2 separate regions of the Bos taurus genome follow, and region 2 is linked to region 1. A link is a contact called in public Hi-C data. All regions are on one chromosome and are shown on one strand. The core of a region is the stretch at or near the end of the contact, and the rest is flanking DNA. Distances in the headings are between cores, read along the strand shown.

Region 1 (3,766 bases), core at 912-3,411:
CCAATAACTTTAGGACCTTTCATTAGAGAGATGTGGTGGGGAAGCCAGAATGGAGGGAAGAGGAAAACCATAGTGCTTGCACCTTCCCGCTCTGGACTCCATCACCCTGCCCTAATCCTGACTGTCGTTAGACCTCTTCACCGCCTCTGGTTCTGGCTGATGGAGGCAGAAGATACAGTAGCTCATCTCATAAATGTGTCTTATGCACTGAGATTATCTCCCAGCTCCCTGGGCAACCCAGTCCCAAAGGGCTGTTTCCACACATGGCACAGCCTGCACCCTGGGCACTGCACAGCACAGCCCTGCCCCCCGCCCCACCATATCAGCCAAATCCCATCACTGAGGTGGCATCGATTGGCAGACAGCCACCCTCGGTGCTCCTCCCACTGCACGCTGCCTTGACCCTGAACGATCAGCTTCCTGCCCCACACTGCAGCTGTTGCATGTCCACCATGAGCCCAGGCAGAACCCACAGGTTCACTGACTGCATGCTGACTCTGCAGGCTGCAGCTCTAGCTCCCCGCTGCCATTTCCCTTCCCCCATCTGAAAACCCCTCATCACCAGCACTCCACTCTGCATCCCAAGGGTTTCTCCCTAACTGCCCTTCTCATCCCTGTGATTCCAGGGAGGTCCCAAGAGAATTATCCTCCCCTCATCCATGCATTGCAAATGCCAAGACCCCCTGTAAAAGAAGTGGCTGCAACAGAGCCAGGATGCAGGTGGCTGAGACTAAGAAAAGCGAGGGCAGCCCAACTCCCATAGGCTGTTGGTCAGAACCCCACATTTGGCAAGTGATTCTGCCTAGTACAAACTGGGCTCTTGGTAGAATAGTTCTCCTTCACACACACACACACACACACACACACACACACACCAGCTCTCCACACACACACACACACACACACACACCTATCCAAGAGCAGACGGTGGAGACAGGGCCCCGCCCTGGGAGCCGTGGGAAGGCTAGGGCCCCCGCTGGTAAAACTGGGCTAATGACAGCGGGGGAACCGGCGGGGCCAGAGGGGGTGCTGGGGTAATTAGAGTCCTGCCTGCTGCTGGGAGATCTCGAGATGAAAGGGGCTCTGGCGTCACCGGGTTGGTTTTATGTCCACGAATGCAGGTGTGTGTGTGTGTGTGTGTGTGTGTGTGTGCGTGCGCGCGCATGAGAGGTGGGGCTGGCATGATGGAGACCTCTCCTTTGGGGAAGGGGATCTATTTTTTCGCAGCCCACCCTTCTCTCTGGACTGGCCCTGTACATTTGGATGGGGAGGGGCAAAAGTGGAAGGAAAACCCACTGTCCTGAAGCTGAGAGTTAAGGGGGGTAGGGCAAGCCTCGCCCCCTCCCCAGCTCAGAAAGAGCACCAGATTGTCGAGGAAATGACTGGTGGCAGTGAATAGAAAAAGCCTACATTGGAGGAGGGTGACATTTGAAAGGGGAGGCAGTGGATCAGGCAGGTAATGATGTTAAAAATGAGCCTGCAAGGGAGATAATGGGGAAGCATACCCCCAAAAGGATTAAAAACACAGGATGGTTTAATTTAAGAGGACCCCAGGGGTCACGTGCTCAATCCTCGAATTCTAAGGTTGAGGAAGCTTGTTACCTAGAGAGGTGGTGATTTGCTCAAGGTCATACAGTGAGTTACTGGCAGAAAAGGGACCCGAACTCAAAACAAACTCTAAACCGTCTGCGGTTTGGTGTTTAGACTTTCTCCCGGACTTCTAAAGTGCAGGCGGCTCGGCTCGCCGATGTGCCCTTCTCCATCCTCGTGGTGCCACCCCCCAACCCCCCAATTCTTGCAGCAAGCGAAGGCTATGTTTTAAATGACATCTCTTCCAAAATATGTCACCAAGCACCACTCCTGCCGGAGCCGCCTGGAGTGGGGCGGGCGAATGCGGGTCGGGAAGGAGCAGAGGCGGCCGAGGGGCGGCCGGGCGGCTGGCAGGGGTCCCGGGGCGCGGCGGGGGGCGGGGGGTGGGGGCCGGCGGCGGCGAGGCGGCCTGCAGGGAGCAGCCGCGAGCCGGCTGGGCGCGCCGAGCCCGAGCCCCTGCCAGAGCGGGGCGGGGGAGGGAGGAGCCAAGAGCGGCCGCCGCCTCTGCCGGAGGAGCCGCGGGGCCGCCACACTCGCCCCCCGCCCCCCCGCGCTCACTAGCACTCACACCCGGGCGCAGGAGGCGGGCGGCCCGGGCCCCACCGGCCCCCCATGGACGCCCCCGGCACGGGGCGCTGAGACCCCCGCGTCGCTGCCCAGCCCGGTCCAGCGCGCCACGCCGAGGTAAGGGGGAGGGAGCGAGGGGGCATTAATATGCAAATGCCTCGCGATTGATTATGCAAAGCCGCGGGGCTCTCTGGCCGGCTCCCAGGCGGGCTGGGGGCGTCCGGGGGGTACCCGCGGCCAGCCTCAGCCTTCCCGGGCGCCCCAGTGACCCTGTCACTGGCCGGGAGCTTGCAGCTTCAACGCCCTGGGGAAGGGAGGCGTTGCTGGGAGGTCGGTGGGCCCCGGGGTTCGCCGGCGGAGATGGCGTCCGGGCCTCCCCCTCGAGGACCCGCCCGGCCTCTGTCCGGCCCGTCCGCTGCGCATTCCCGGGCCCGGCCCCGCTGCCGGCCGCCGGAGCTCCCCCGCCCGCCGCGCCGCGGTTTGTTTACGGTGCGCCGGAGGCCTGCCCCCCCAGCTCCCACCCCCAGCCTCCCAGGCCGAGGCCGAGTGGCGTTTGCAAGGCTACCTCCAGCAGCGGAGGGCGGTAGGAGTGGGGTGGGAAGGTGGGCTTGCCCGGGCCCCAGGAGAAGAAAGTCTCCCCCCCGCACTTCACTCGCCTCCCCAATTGAACATGGCTCTCTGGTTGCAACACAACTAATTGCAAAAACGCGGCTGGGGGTGTGTGTGTGTATGTGTGTGTGTTGGGGGGTGTATCTGAGGGTCCCTGGATAATTAGGGGAGTTGCAAGCTAGGGTGGTTGGGGAAGAGAGGGAGGAATGGGCCCGTGTTGTGTGCCACCCGCTTCCCTCCCCTTGCAACGTGTCTCTGGTGCCCCTTCTCTGCCTGGGGGCCTCCCTTGTCCAGTGTGCAGGTAAAGCCTGCGGGGTGGGGGTTATAGAGGCAATGGAGAGAGCCTCCCGTTTTCCGGGGGAGGGGGGCTTGGCGGGGGTGGAGGTCTGGAGGTCGCAGAAGGAAAACCAGTGGGATGGGAGCCCACCCCTCAATGCTGGCTCAGGCCCCAGGAAGGGGAGGGATATAGGGGGCTGTGGTCCAAGATGAGGGGGAAGCAAATGTGCCATGCAGACACAGAGATATGCCCACACACACATGCACACCCAGGGACACCCAGGCGGACTCAAGGACAGGAACTGCTGGACACACCCACATGGGGACAAGGGAAGAGGCACGCTGCCACTGCACAGGGGAGCTCAGAAGGGTGGGACACACCCATGGGAGACCAACCCTTGCATAGGCATAGGGTCACGGGGAGATGCTCTCATACACAACAAGGAGGAGTCGCTGTCACCCACACAGAAAAAGTCACTATTGCCTGCATGCATGAATGCAGAGCAATTGCACACGGCCACACATTACAAAAGACCCTGTCACTCACAGGCACACACGTGCTCGCATGAGCCCAGTCACACAGGCATCATCGCCTTGCCGTGACAGTCGCTGTCACTCGGTCAAACGCAAATGCAGTTGCACATCAACACACATATACACAACTCAGCAACAAGTATTTTCCTGGACTCTTCCTGTGGCTTTCTGAGGTGCTGTGTACCACACA
Region 2 (3,766 bases), core at 779-3,278, 39 kb after region 1:
GGAATTCAATGGAGGATTCCCCTCTCTGAACCCAGGATCCCACCAAAACCACAGGATCAGGGAGGTGACATGGACCGCCTTTGGCAGTAGAAAACTAAGCCCCTGAATGCCCTCCTTCTGGCATGGAGTTCCCCCTGCCAGGTTGAAGGGCGGTGGCATCCAGCACAGGCTATGCCAAGGCCATCCTGTCCGACCTTTGTATGCTCTGCTGGAGCCCAGGGCTGGTGTCATCTTCCAGGTTCCTGCACCTGCCCACTGGCTGTCCTTGAGCCTCTGTAGGACGCACACACGGGAATGTGCAGGGGGAGTGGTGGGGGCGGGGATGCCCATGTGCCTGCCCCTATTTCGATCGTTTACCCCAGCTCTGTCTCAAACCTCCGTGTCCAGCGTCTCTCCTCATTCCTTGGGTCTCTGCAGATCTCCTCAGAGCTGCCTGGGGGAGGCCAGAGGCTCATGACAGTCCTCGTGAGCAGGATGGACCTTGGAGGAGCTGCAGCCTGGGCAGGCATTAGGGGCTGAGTGTAGCTTCTGGGAGGCTTACATAAACACTGGCTGGGATGAGGAGGGAAAGAGGGATGCAGTGGGCAGCCCAGGGAAGAAAAGCAACCCTGGACAGCCAGCTCAATCTGAGTGGAAAGAAGGAACAAGGCTGGTTTTCCCTCCTCCCATCTCTCTCCCCTGGTTTGCAGCTGTTAGTTGGTCTGGAAAGACTGCAGTATCTTGGGGGAGGGGGCAGGCGAAGGAGAGGGGGAGGATGCAACTTCACAAATTTGGGATCCCTCCCCTTTTTCTAAATTGGGGGTCGGGGTGGGAAGAAGCAATTTGCCAAAGAGATTTTTCAATGCCACAGGAAGGAGCTTTGGCTCATTAGAATGCGCAGTTTGCACCCTGAAAAAAAAAAATCTGTGCTGGTTGCAAAAATGCAGACGTGTGTAGGGGCCCAGCAGAGAATTAAAAAAAAAAAAAAAAAGCGCTAGCTCTGCAATGCAGGATCTGCGAAGTTTTGATGCGGTGAGAAAATGTGGGTCGTGCTCAGTTCGTTTGCTTGTTCCTGCTAACCTACTGTCCGCCTGACTCCAGCATCGTCTCACATCCCAGCGAGAGGCACTGCAGTTCAGAAACAGGGTCACGGGTGGGGGCCAGAGCCCAGGGCTGGGACCAGGGGTCTGGGGTTAGAGTGCTGAGACAGGATACTATGGGGCTGGGAGGACTGGGCAGAAGGGAGGCTGGAGGGATGGAGGGATGGAGGCTGAACTTGTCTCTCACATCCCAAGGAAGTTTGTTCTCCAGCTGGATGGGGTTAGTGTTCTTCCAGATCTCACCCCCACCCCCATCCCATCCCTCAGCTCCTCCCGATCCCCAGTTGGCAGAGGGATTTTCCTTTTCCTGTCTGCTCACCCTGCAGATCACTGCTGCAGAAAGAATCCTTGCTTCCAGTCCCCAGCCCCACAAATTCCTGAGCTCTCCAGGTTCTAATCCTGGACGGAGCACTCACTGTATCTTTGGGTGGCATCCTCCTTCCTAGAAACAGGGGACCCTGCAGCCTGACTGGGGGAGCCCAGACTGCAGGGAAACCAAGTCTTGGCTCTGGGCTGCCATTAGCACATCAGTTGGAGGGCTGAGGCTGGCATTCTGTGTTCTTGGCTTGGGGAGGCTTTTTGTTCGTTTGGGGCCTAGGGCTCTAGGTTGTGTAAATGCCAAGGGGCTGCCTTGGAGGAGAACCTGCCCCAGGGGAAACCATGTTGCTTTCCTGGGTGTTTTCTCCCCTGGTGGCTAGCGAGAGGCAGGAGACGCAAGCAGGGTAAAGAGCCAGGAGACGGGGGAAGGGAGCCCAATGCCTTTTCACTTCTTCCCCATCTTTCCTCCTGCTTCTCCGGTCGATGGAGGACCGGGCCGAGTGTGTCTGTGCCGGCCCGAGGCTCACGCGGGCTGCCGGGGTCACATGGCCCGGGCATGTGCAGCCTGCTCCATTTCTACCACAACAACTCGCTCATAAACAGCCCGGCTGCCGCGGCGGTGGCGGCGCAGACATGTGCGAGCGAGGGGGTGGGGCACGTGGCCCTGCCCGAGCCAAGGGAAGGCGCTCGCTCAGCACGGCCTCTCCCCTCCCCGCGCTGGCGCTGCCTCGCCACAGGAAATTCCTAGTGCTCCGCTGCTGCTGCAAAACATGTTTTTGGGAAGTGACTTTCAATAAGTATGGAGTCGATGGACTATTTAAATGGAGACAGAACGGATAATCAGTCGGAGACCCGCTTCTGCCCTCCCTTGCCCTCTCTGGGATCCCTGGAGGGCTGAGCAGGAGTCACGTGTTCCTAATTCTCACCTGTTCCTTCCTACTAAACTGTATGAAATTAGAACCAACCAGGTCCCCGTGGTGAGTGAGCACTGAGGTGAGGGGCTGTGGTTGCCTAAGCCAGGGGTGCTCAGGATCCACTGGTGGTCCCAGGATTAGTGGTGGGGTCAGCATCACCTGGGCACCTGTTAGAAGAAATGCAGGTTCTCATGTCCCATCCCAGACCCATGAATCAGAAACTCTGGTGGTGGAGCCCAGCAGTCTGAGTTCCACCCAGCCCTACAGGCGAGTCTGATGCTGGAGAACCATGGCTCTGGGTCTCTGTTCTCTAGCAAACAGTCCTGTAGGAGATTCTATCCCATAATCTGGGGAAGGTCTTCCTTCTTCCTTTGTGCTTCTTTATCTTAAAGTATAGCCAGAGAGTGTAACTTGATTCATTTTGACTCAGTGTGAAAAGCATTTACTGAGTGCCTACTGTGTGCAAGGATTCTGGAAATGAGAGCAAATGAGTAGTGAGAGGATAAGTAGCTGAGACATGATAGGGTAAGGTTTGGGGGGAAGAATGAGGGAAAGAGAAGGCCAAGACTGTTTATCCTTTCTCCATCTTCCCTACATTTCTTCCTGAGGCTCCTACAGAACAATCCATTGTGGTTTAAACTGTTTTGAGTCTAGAGGTAGAAACTGGTCCCTTGTCTATTTTTGCTGGCCTTGGGAACCCCAAACTTGTTACAAACATAGGTCCTTTGACTCCCCATGCAAAACCAATAGTATGAGCACCATCATACTCTTCAGTTCAGTTGCTCAGTTGTGTCTGACTCTTTGGGACCCCATGGACTGCGCCATCAGTTCAGTTCAGTTCAGTCGCTCAGTCGTGTCCAACTCTTCGAGACCCCATGAATCGCAGCACCCCAGGCCTCCCTGTCCATCACCAACTCCCAGAGTTCACCCAAACCCACGTCCATCGAGTCAGTGATGCCATCCAGCCATCTCATCCTCTGTCGTCCCCTTCTCCTCCTTCCCCCAATCCCTCCCAGCATCAGAGTCTTTTCCAATGAGTCAACTCTTGTCATGAGGTGGCCAAAGTACTGGAGTTTCAGCTTCAGCATCGTTCTCTCCAAAGAAATCCCAAGGCTGATCTCCTTCAGAATGGACTGGTTGGACCTCCTTGCAGTCCAAGGGACTCTCAAGAGTCTTCTCCAACACCATAGTTCAAAAGCATCAATTCTTCGGCGCTCAGCCTTCTTCATAGTCCAACTCTCACATCCATACATGACCACAGGGAAAACCATAGCCTTGACTAGACGAACCTTTGTTGGCAAAGTAATGTCTCTGCTTTTGAATATGCTATCTAGGTTGGTCATAACTTTTCTTCCAAGGAGTAAGCGTCTTTTAATTTCATGGCTGCAGTCACCATCTGCAGTGATTTTGGAGCCCAGAAAAATAAAGTCTGACACTGTTTCCACTGTTTCCCCC

Evidence for each region. A called contact is a pair of places that touch in the nucleus more often than the background predicts.
Region 2: a contact with region 1 is called in a Hi-C map of liver, with 2.8 times the contacts expected there. The contact joins the enhancer-like site here to the promoter of THRA in region 1. A contact is called at or near these places in 3 of 11 Hi-C or Micro-C datasets (liver, skin fibroblasts and an unstated tissue).

Annotation. Positions count from the first base shown.
Region 1 is chr19:40,364,019-40,367,784 of ARS-UCD2.0, forward strand. THRA (thyroid hormone receptor alpha) reads left to right here and starts at 2,162. Exons shown (of 10, transcript NM_001046329.1): 1 at 2,162-2,274. All of the region lies in intron 1 of MED24 (mediator complex subunit 24), which reads right to left.
Region 2 is chr19:40,403,068-40,406,833 of ARS-UCD2.0, forward strand. No RefSeq gene overlaps it. Among named protein-coding and RNA genes, the nearest start is that of NR1D1, 7.4 kb to the left of the region's middle. Within about 2 kb of position 2,029, at least 77 of the 102 cell types and tissues checked have an H3K27ac peak or open chromatin away from gene starts, as enhancers often do. A contact at or near this core is called in liver, where this site is marked.